Regions from separate parts of the Gasterosteus aculeatus genome. Here region 2 is linked to region 1. The links are chromatin contacts, called in public Hi-C maps. All regions are on one chromosome and are shown on one strand. Each heading gives the region's core, a stretch centred on a gene start, on an enhancer-like site or on the middle of the called end of the contact. The rest is flanking DNA. Distances are from core to core; before and after follow the strand shown.

What was found. A called contact is a pair of places that touch in the nucleus more often than the background predicts.
Region 2: a contact with region 1 is called in a Hi-C map of whole body, with 5 times the contacts expected there. The contact joins the enhancer-like site here to the promoter of tmprss5 in region 1. A contact is called at or near these places in 3 of 6 Hi-C or Micro-C datasets (skeletal muscle and whole body).

The regions. Positions count from the first base shown.
Region 1 is chr1:12,324,541-12,328,438 of fGasAcu3.hap1.1, reverse strand. tmprss5 (transmembrane serine protease 5) reads right to left here and starts at 2,442. Exons shown (of 13, transcript XM_040193381.2): 1 at 2,150-2,442; 2 at 1,207-1,345; 3 at 999-1,079; 4 at 415-528; 5 at 1-51. The coding sequence starts at 2,152.
Region 2 is chr1:12,360,720-12,364,230 of fGasAcu3.hap1.1, reverse strand. It overlaps lrfn1 (leucine rich repeat and fibronectin type III domain containing 1), which reads left to right. Exons shown (of 5, transcript XM_040181440.2): 5 at 1,372-3,208. The coding sequence ends at 2,272. Among protein-coding and RNA genes, the nearest start is that of nkapd1, 9.0 kb to the right of the region's middle. Within about 2 kb of position 2,005, at least 2 of the 9 cell types and tissues checked have open chromatin away from gene starts, as enhancers often do.

The sequences.
Region 1 (3,898 bases), core at 1,193-3,692:
TCCCCAGCTGAATCTCCAGGAGGGAGTTCTCTGGGCTGATCCTGTAAAACACTGAACCTGATTGATTGAAAATCCCTCCAGAGACGAGCTCTCAGTAAACAAGCGTCTTCTACGAGTGGCACAAGATTAGGCAAAACCCGAGCATCTATGCTAATGTGGTCAATAGAAACAAATCATTATGTGCAATGTCAACATGTCAGTCAATGGGCATCTCTCAGGAGTCAACAAGGGCAACAAAAAGCTGCTGTTGCATTTGCTACTGTTTCTGCTGAAAATCCCTCTAAAGATGCACCATGAGTCACTGCGATGAACCGTAATAATAATATGCAACCACACACGCATGCACTGCTAATTCATAAATCGGTGGAACAAATGCTGGTCTTCTAACAAAGAGAGAGATGAGGAAACACAGACCTTTCCTGGGGTCAGAGATAAAGATATCTTCTGACACATTGCAGAAAGACGTCTCCTTTGTGTCCCCAAGTCCCGCTGGACTTTGGGAGTAGGAAGGCCTCAGTAGTAGTTTCACTACATGTAGATAAAGATGTAATTAAAGTCTTTCAATTATGTGTTTGATTCTATTAAATGTTACCAGATTATCTAAATTAGGAATTAGGGGGGAAGATCCGGTGACTAGAAAAGAAGCTCACTAAAAGAATGACTGGTCTTGTATTTTTGACTGTTCCAGAAAGCTTCTCAAACAGGTAAATGTGCTTCTGAAGACATTTTTATCTTATTTCATTTTTTTGTGTTATCCAGATAAAACAAGCAATGAGGAAAGTTCTTCACAGTAATAGCCCAATAAAAAAAAGCCTTACAAAAGCTGATTTTATATTTTCCCCAAAAGTCCAGTGTCATCAGTGCTCTGCTGTGAGCTGGAAAGGTCAGTGTAACTATAACTAGATCATATAAATAGACTTTTGCACATTTCGTTTCAGCTGTTCACACGTGCTAATATACGGTGCTAATTTACTGATTCTGTCTCAACGATGACTCACCTAGAAACCAGACACCTACAGCTAAGCCTCCCAGTAGTCCGACCGCACACACTGCTGCCAGCAGCTTCACCAGCCTGTGAGCTGAAGCAACAGTTAACTGGAGTCACTGCCTCCGGATCCCAGTTAGGAAAATATTTTAACTGCATCGGTGACTCAAGACTGCCGTCTTACTTGTAGGCCCACCGAGTGGTGCGCCACGGAAGCTTACCGTGACTCGTGCAGTGAATCCCTCGCAGGCGGCCCCAGACTCCCTGCGTAGCTGCAACTCCCGCTGTTTTCTCTGAATGAAAAGGATGGCGATGAGCCGCCGGGTTCTCAATCACTGACAATGGGTCTTCATCAAGACTCTATAAGAAGTACAGTCAGCACGTCAGACCTTATTTGCAGCTTGTTCCTGTTTGTTAAAATCTTGGCGAGTTTGCTTGTCACAACAACTGCCTGCTGACCATCTGCTCCTAAAGAGCAGTGCACCTATCAGGCTCTGACAGATTGAATTAATAATACTGGAATCTTGAATATCAACCATCACTCAGAGCAGAGCAGTAGATGTGCCCAGGTGTGTGTGTGTGTGTGTGTGTGTGTGTGGGTGTGTTTGTTTATACATCTCTTTAGTGTGCAAAGTGTAATCAGCAATTTGAAGTCTGTTTTACAGACTCCTACGACACATTTGGATTTTAAGCTGTGTGTTTGTATTGGGCTTACTCTCCAAAGCTGAAGAAGCTATTTCTTTAAGCGACATATATTATTACAGCCAACGCATGAGAGCTCTTCACAGATTCAGACTAGATATTATACATTTACAGTACAAAATCCATCTGAATGAATGGCTCAGCATCTGCTCTTTTGCGTTGCTATGGCACTTGAGTGTAGCTAAACATGGATTTCTGGATAACTATTTGGCATGAATTGCATAAAGTGCGAGCACTTAAGATATTCTCAACAGCTGCGCGGCGTGGGTCATTTGATGCATATGAACGTCGTTTTAAAATGCGACAGAAACACGTGTGAACCAGTTCTGAAGTGAAAGCTACATGTGAAACTGCAGCCGCTCTTGTGATCCGGGATGGTGCGGGTGAGAATGTGACAGAGGTGTTGTTGTCCGGGTTGCACACGGATGGAGCCGGTTGTGTTGAATATTTTGTCTTTCTTACCATGTTTTCCTTGGGTACAGTCCTGAGGAAAAGGAAGTGGTATCCGTGATCATCTGTGTGCCTCTGCTGGAGGCAGAGAGGTCCGTCCTGCTTGCCGTTGATGCACCATTTGCCATTTAACAGAATGCAACTCTGGATTTTCCCTTCACAAAGAGACAATGAGGTCAGCAGCAGTGCAGAGAATGAGGCTGTTGTTTGTCCGGGGGGGTCATGGGGCCCGTCGAAGCAAGCTGAACCGGGTCTTTGTAGGGGGGGAGCATCTCCAGAGATACCTCCAAGCTGACTATTGACAGAACACCAGGTGTTGCTAGGTAACACTTTTTACCTGTGCCAAAAGATGTTATTGCCTGACAGTTGGTGGACTCAGAGAAAAGGTCATTATTGCAGATTGTTGAAAAGCCTCATATCATGTCAATCCCCGTCATTTGGAATCCAAAACGATCGTCCCTCAACACTCAAAAACAAAATGAAGTCATAAAGTCTGCCTGATGACAGATGAGGCTTTCTCCTCGCATGTCTGTTTCTATCAATATTAATGTTTTAGGTATAGCAGTAAAGGTAGCTGAAGGAGCTTTAAAATTGACCAATTAACTCTAAGAATAATGAGAATAATTATCAACTCAGATGTGCTGTTTGAAAATAGTGATGAAGTTGTTAGACATATAAATGACCTCTCAGAGAAAACATTTTTTTGTTGAAAATAAATTATTCATACGATCCTTAACAGTAAATAAATACATAATACAAATTTGTAAATTAATCTCCTGCATGCGAGGGATTAGTCAGTCCCTCATACTTGAGTCCAGGTGAACGGAACAGATGCCAGATAGAAAATTCCTCCTTGTCCAAATGTCGAATCCGAATCCAACAAATGGTTCAGATCTATTTGTCTCATCTAACAGGAGCCATATCGAATTATTTGGCTGTCAAGCACAGAAAAATTAGCACTCAAATTACAAATGATGGAGCAACAGCCAAAATTCATATCACCAGGGTTGTGAGGTTAATAATGTTGGATAATATTAGCATTGGGCTTAATTGTTTCTTGTAAGAGGCAAACAAAGAGAAAAGGGAACATAGACGCTGTTAATTCATTTTCAAAGGGATTTGATGTCTCCCTCTTCTGGCGAAATTAGTTTTCTCTGACAGCCAGTTAACAGTGATTTAAAGAGCTGCCATTCAGTTTGTTAGAAAATATCTGGCCGTGTATGAATCCATTACCATCCGGGGATAATCATGTATCTGATCAGTTCTTCCACTGTGATTATTTGTTACTCATGGGTTCTTGTTTTGTGGCCTAATACAAAGTAAGGAATATAAAAAATTGCCTCAGCCAAATACTTTTAATAATAGCAATTTGGATTCTCTTTAAATGGTATGAATATTGCGTGTTCCTTCTTTTTTGTGCTTCTTGATCCTATTTGCTGGTGAATAGTACTCGAAGGGTTCAAACATACTTCACTTCACAACAATTTAGGCCCTTTTCTTCATTATCTTAATGATGTAATTGACTGGAGAAGTAACTAGACACTGACACAAAATATATACCATATGCCATTATTTGACGTTAACCAACTGATTGCAACACACTTTTCAATAACAGCAACAGTATACCAGCACGGTGTGCCAGAGTGGCAGAGGCCCAGTGTGGACGTCACGTATTCGTGTAACACAGCCCCCCGTGGAGAGGCTGGCTGCAGCCCAGGTTGGATTTGGATTTCTCTCTGCTCAGAGGGTGAATCACTCTCC
Region 2 (3,511 bases), core at 756-3,255, 36 kb before region 1:
AAGATAGATTATTTACTTTAGGGAGATAAATACCAAATTATTCACAAGTAAAAATCCTGGGGGGGGTTTATTCTAAAATGTATATACTTGGTCTGCAGAAAAATGTTTGCTGTGAGTGATGCATGATTACATATGATTTTTAAGCTCCAACTGACTTTTTGGATTTTTTAAGCTCCTAGATTTTTTAGATTTTAATTCTAAGCAGTTACTAGTACCCACATCATTGTCATTTTGTAGTTGCCTTTGTGTTTTGAGTATAACATTTAAATCTAAAAAGTAGTGATTAGTTCCCTGTGGTTGATTAAAAGTACCATTAATTATCTCTGGAATTGTGGCGTAGGAGGAGAAATAAGACTGAAACGATGAAAACACATTAGAAATGTACTGAAACAGTACAGTACTACATCGCTGCAGAAAGGAGAGTCTAGTTAGGTAGCTCTATGTAAAATGCGTAAAATAAAATAAATGGCAAAATCAATAAACTGAGTTACACTCTTGACAGTGAGTACAAATATTTGCAAACCTTCTTAAAATAGTCCCAAATGTAAATGAACAAATGATGTGTTTCTTATGCAAATTGTAATGCACATGAATCTGGTACACAGAGAGTACTTTATGATTTATTTATTCATGGCGAGAGTTAATAATAGTCGTCGACTTTATTTTTTTCTCCTTTTTTTCAAGGTTTTATTAGATATAATATGTATCCATATAATGAGTAGCGATCCTGTATAATTTTCCCATCCAGTTTAGGCATGTAGCTGAGTGCTGTTATGTCTTTAGGAGGTACATTATTACCTACAAATGATAACCATCAAAGTCGCCCTTTAGGGAAAAAGAACATGCTTCTAATTATATTCACACCAATATTGACCTGAAGGCAACGTTCCTCTCCAACGTATTTAGAGCCATGTAATCTTGCAGTTGCAGACAAAATGTGACTGACCTTAGGTGTTCACACATCAATACTGCCTTCACATCATGCGTCACTCGTTCTGCATCCTGCAGCTGTTGTGGTATATTTTTTAAGCAACGAGCCTCCTCTGCTTTGTTTATCACCTTGCTGTTTACCCTCGCTGTCATTTCATACACAAACCCAATAGTTATAAACCCGTTCCCAATTTTCTGTTACAACATATTCTCCCATAAGTCAACAGTAACAAAATGATGTGCATTGGTAGGTTTGTCTCTCAGAATGAGTTATATGTAATTTTAGAGCTGCGGTGGCCCCGTTGTTCTACTTGTTGTGTGGACCTGACACCTTATTTGTGATTTAATACACCTCATGCAAATCAGTAAACGTGGGCGTCGTAATCCCGCTGATTAATTGACTACATCTTTACCACCTCGCTATATTTCTATTCTCCACAGAATGATCCCGTCTACCAGCAAGAACTTCCTAATCAATGATCTGGCCGCAGGACGAGAGTACGACCTTTGTGTGCTGGCGGTTTACGACGACGGCATCACATCATTAACGGCCACGCGCGTGGTGGGCTGCGTGCAGTTCCACACGGCCAGCGAGGTCAGCCAGTGCCGCTTCATGCACAGCCAGTTTCTGGGAGGCACTATGATCATCATTATTGGTGGTATAATTGTTGCTTCGGTGTTGGTGTTCATTATCATCCTGATGATCCGCTACAAGGCCTACAGCGGCCCAGAGGACGGCAAGACCAAGGTCAGCCTCAGCATGCACTCCCAGACCAACGGCAGCCAGCAGCGGCTCCCGCGCTCCGTCTCCAAGCAACCGTCTGACGATGGCCAGCGCGAAGCTCACGGGCCCAAAGAGTGCATGGCGCTGGTGCTGAGGGTGGACAATGAGAAGAAACAGAATCCGGCTGCCACCACCGCCGTCCTCGAGGTGGAGCTGCCACCCGGAAGTGTAGACAAGATGAAAAGGAGAACCAGCCTGGATGCGCAGCGCTCCGGCCCCCCGTCTGAGGACACACAGACGGACAGTAGCCTGACGGGCTCCACCATGTCCCTGTGTCTCATCGGCCCCAACGCTGGTACCAAGGAGGCTCCCAGGCTCAAGGACAAGAAAGGTACTCTGGCCAACATGGGGTTGCTCCCTAATGAGCTGGCACGAACTAGGCACAGATTCTCTTTTGACGGAGGGGATTACTCCATTTTTCAGAGTCATAGTTACCCACGCAGAGCGAGGACGAGGTGGCACAAGTCCACCAACCAGCTAAACATGGAGTCCTCACCGCTCGCCAACAGAAGAGTTACGTTCAGCAGCACTGAGTGGATGCTCGAAAGCACAGTTTGAGGAACGCGGTGCAGCAGCGGGGAAAAAAAAAGAAAAAACCCGTCTCAGCAGCACAAACGCACACATGTTAAAACACAAATATCTCTACATGCCATGTAAGACACACATTGTTCCTGCACACAACAAATGATGAACATAAGCACACGTACTTACAAATGCAAACTCTGTGTGAGTTGCTGGAGAACATTGCAGTCTCCCTCCGTCCTGCCGCCCCGTCATGCTCCCAGAGAGGTTTGTTGGCCATGTCGTTTCTTCATGCAGCAGTGCCTTACTCTGAAAAATGTACGAATGGAGGATGCTGCTCACTGTAGTCATGATCCGTCCCATCGTCGCCTCACACCCTGATGACGGGAGGCATTCCTTTGGATTTTGATTTTTCTCATTTTTACTGTGACATGCCAATGGGAGTGTTGCATTTGGATGTGACTGTTTAATTGTTTGAAAAAGAAAACTAGAAAAAAAAAATCTTCATCATAACTGTAAAGTGAACAGCCAGGTATCCTGTTATGTCAATCATGTTTTGGGTTCTTTCAACAACAGCAACAAAAAAAAAAACGTTTGCACAGAAGACACGAGTTACAAGGACAAGAAACACCACCAGTCTATACAATAATAATAATTACAAAAAAGAAGAGGATTTTACACAAGCCGATTTCTAATGTTAGCATAGAGAGGGTGGACCGTTGATTCCTCTATGCCGGCCGGACTGTATGATGTTAAATAGGTATTGTTCCAGATGTGGCTGTATATTAATCAGTACTGTATCTGGCTGGCCTAGATAAAAAAGACAACAAACAAAAAAGACATATATAAGTATATTAAAACATTGGTGTATGTGTACTAACTATGTAAGTAAGTAAGTCATATGTCTTATGACTTTTTACAAAGCATTTGGGTGTTGACTGCAAGTTTTTACATTAAAAACCTGTGTCATGACAACGCTCCCTATTTAGTATGTCAACATTTGGACCATTTATCCCCTCACGAAGGGCATTAAATTTTTTGTGTGGGTTGATTGTATCAGTTTGTTCTTTTGCTTGAGGAGCAGCGGTGTGTGTCTGCTGCAGGGAGAGACACACAAATTGAAGGAATAATAACATTTGTTTCCTTAGTAAAATGTATAAGGCAGCAGAGATGGCTTTGGCACCACGAGGGACATGATGACTGAAGGTGATTCTAAATATAAATGCAGCGTGTTAATAACAAGGGTGTACGATCAGCGGCATCCCACCAGGGGGA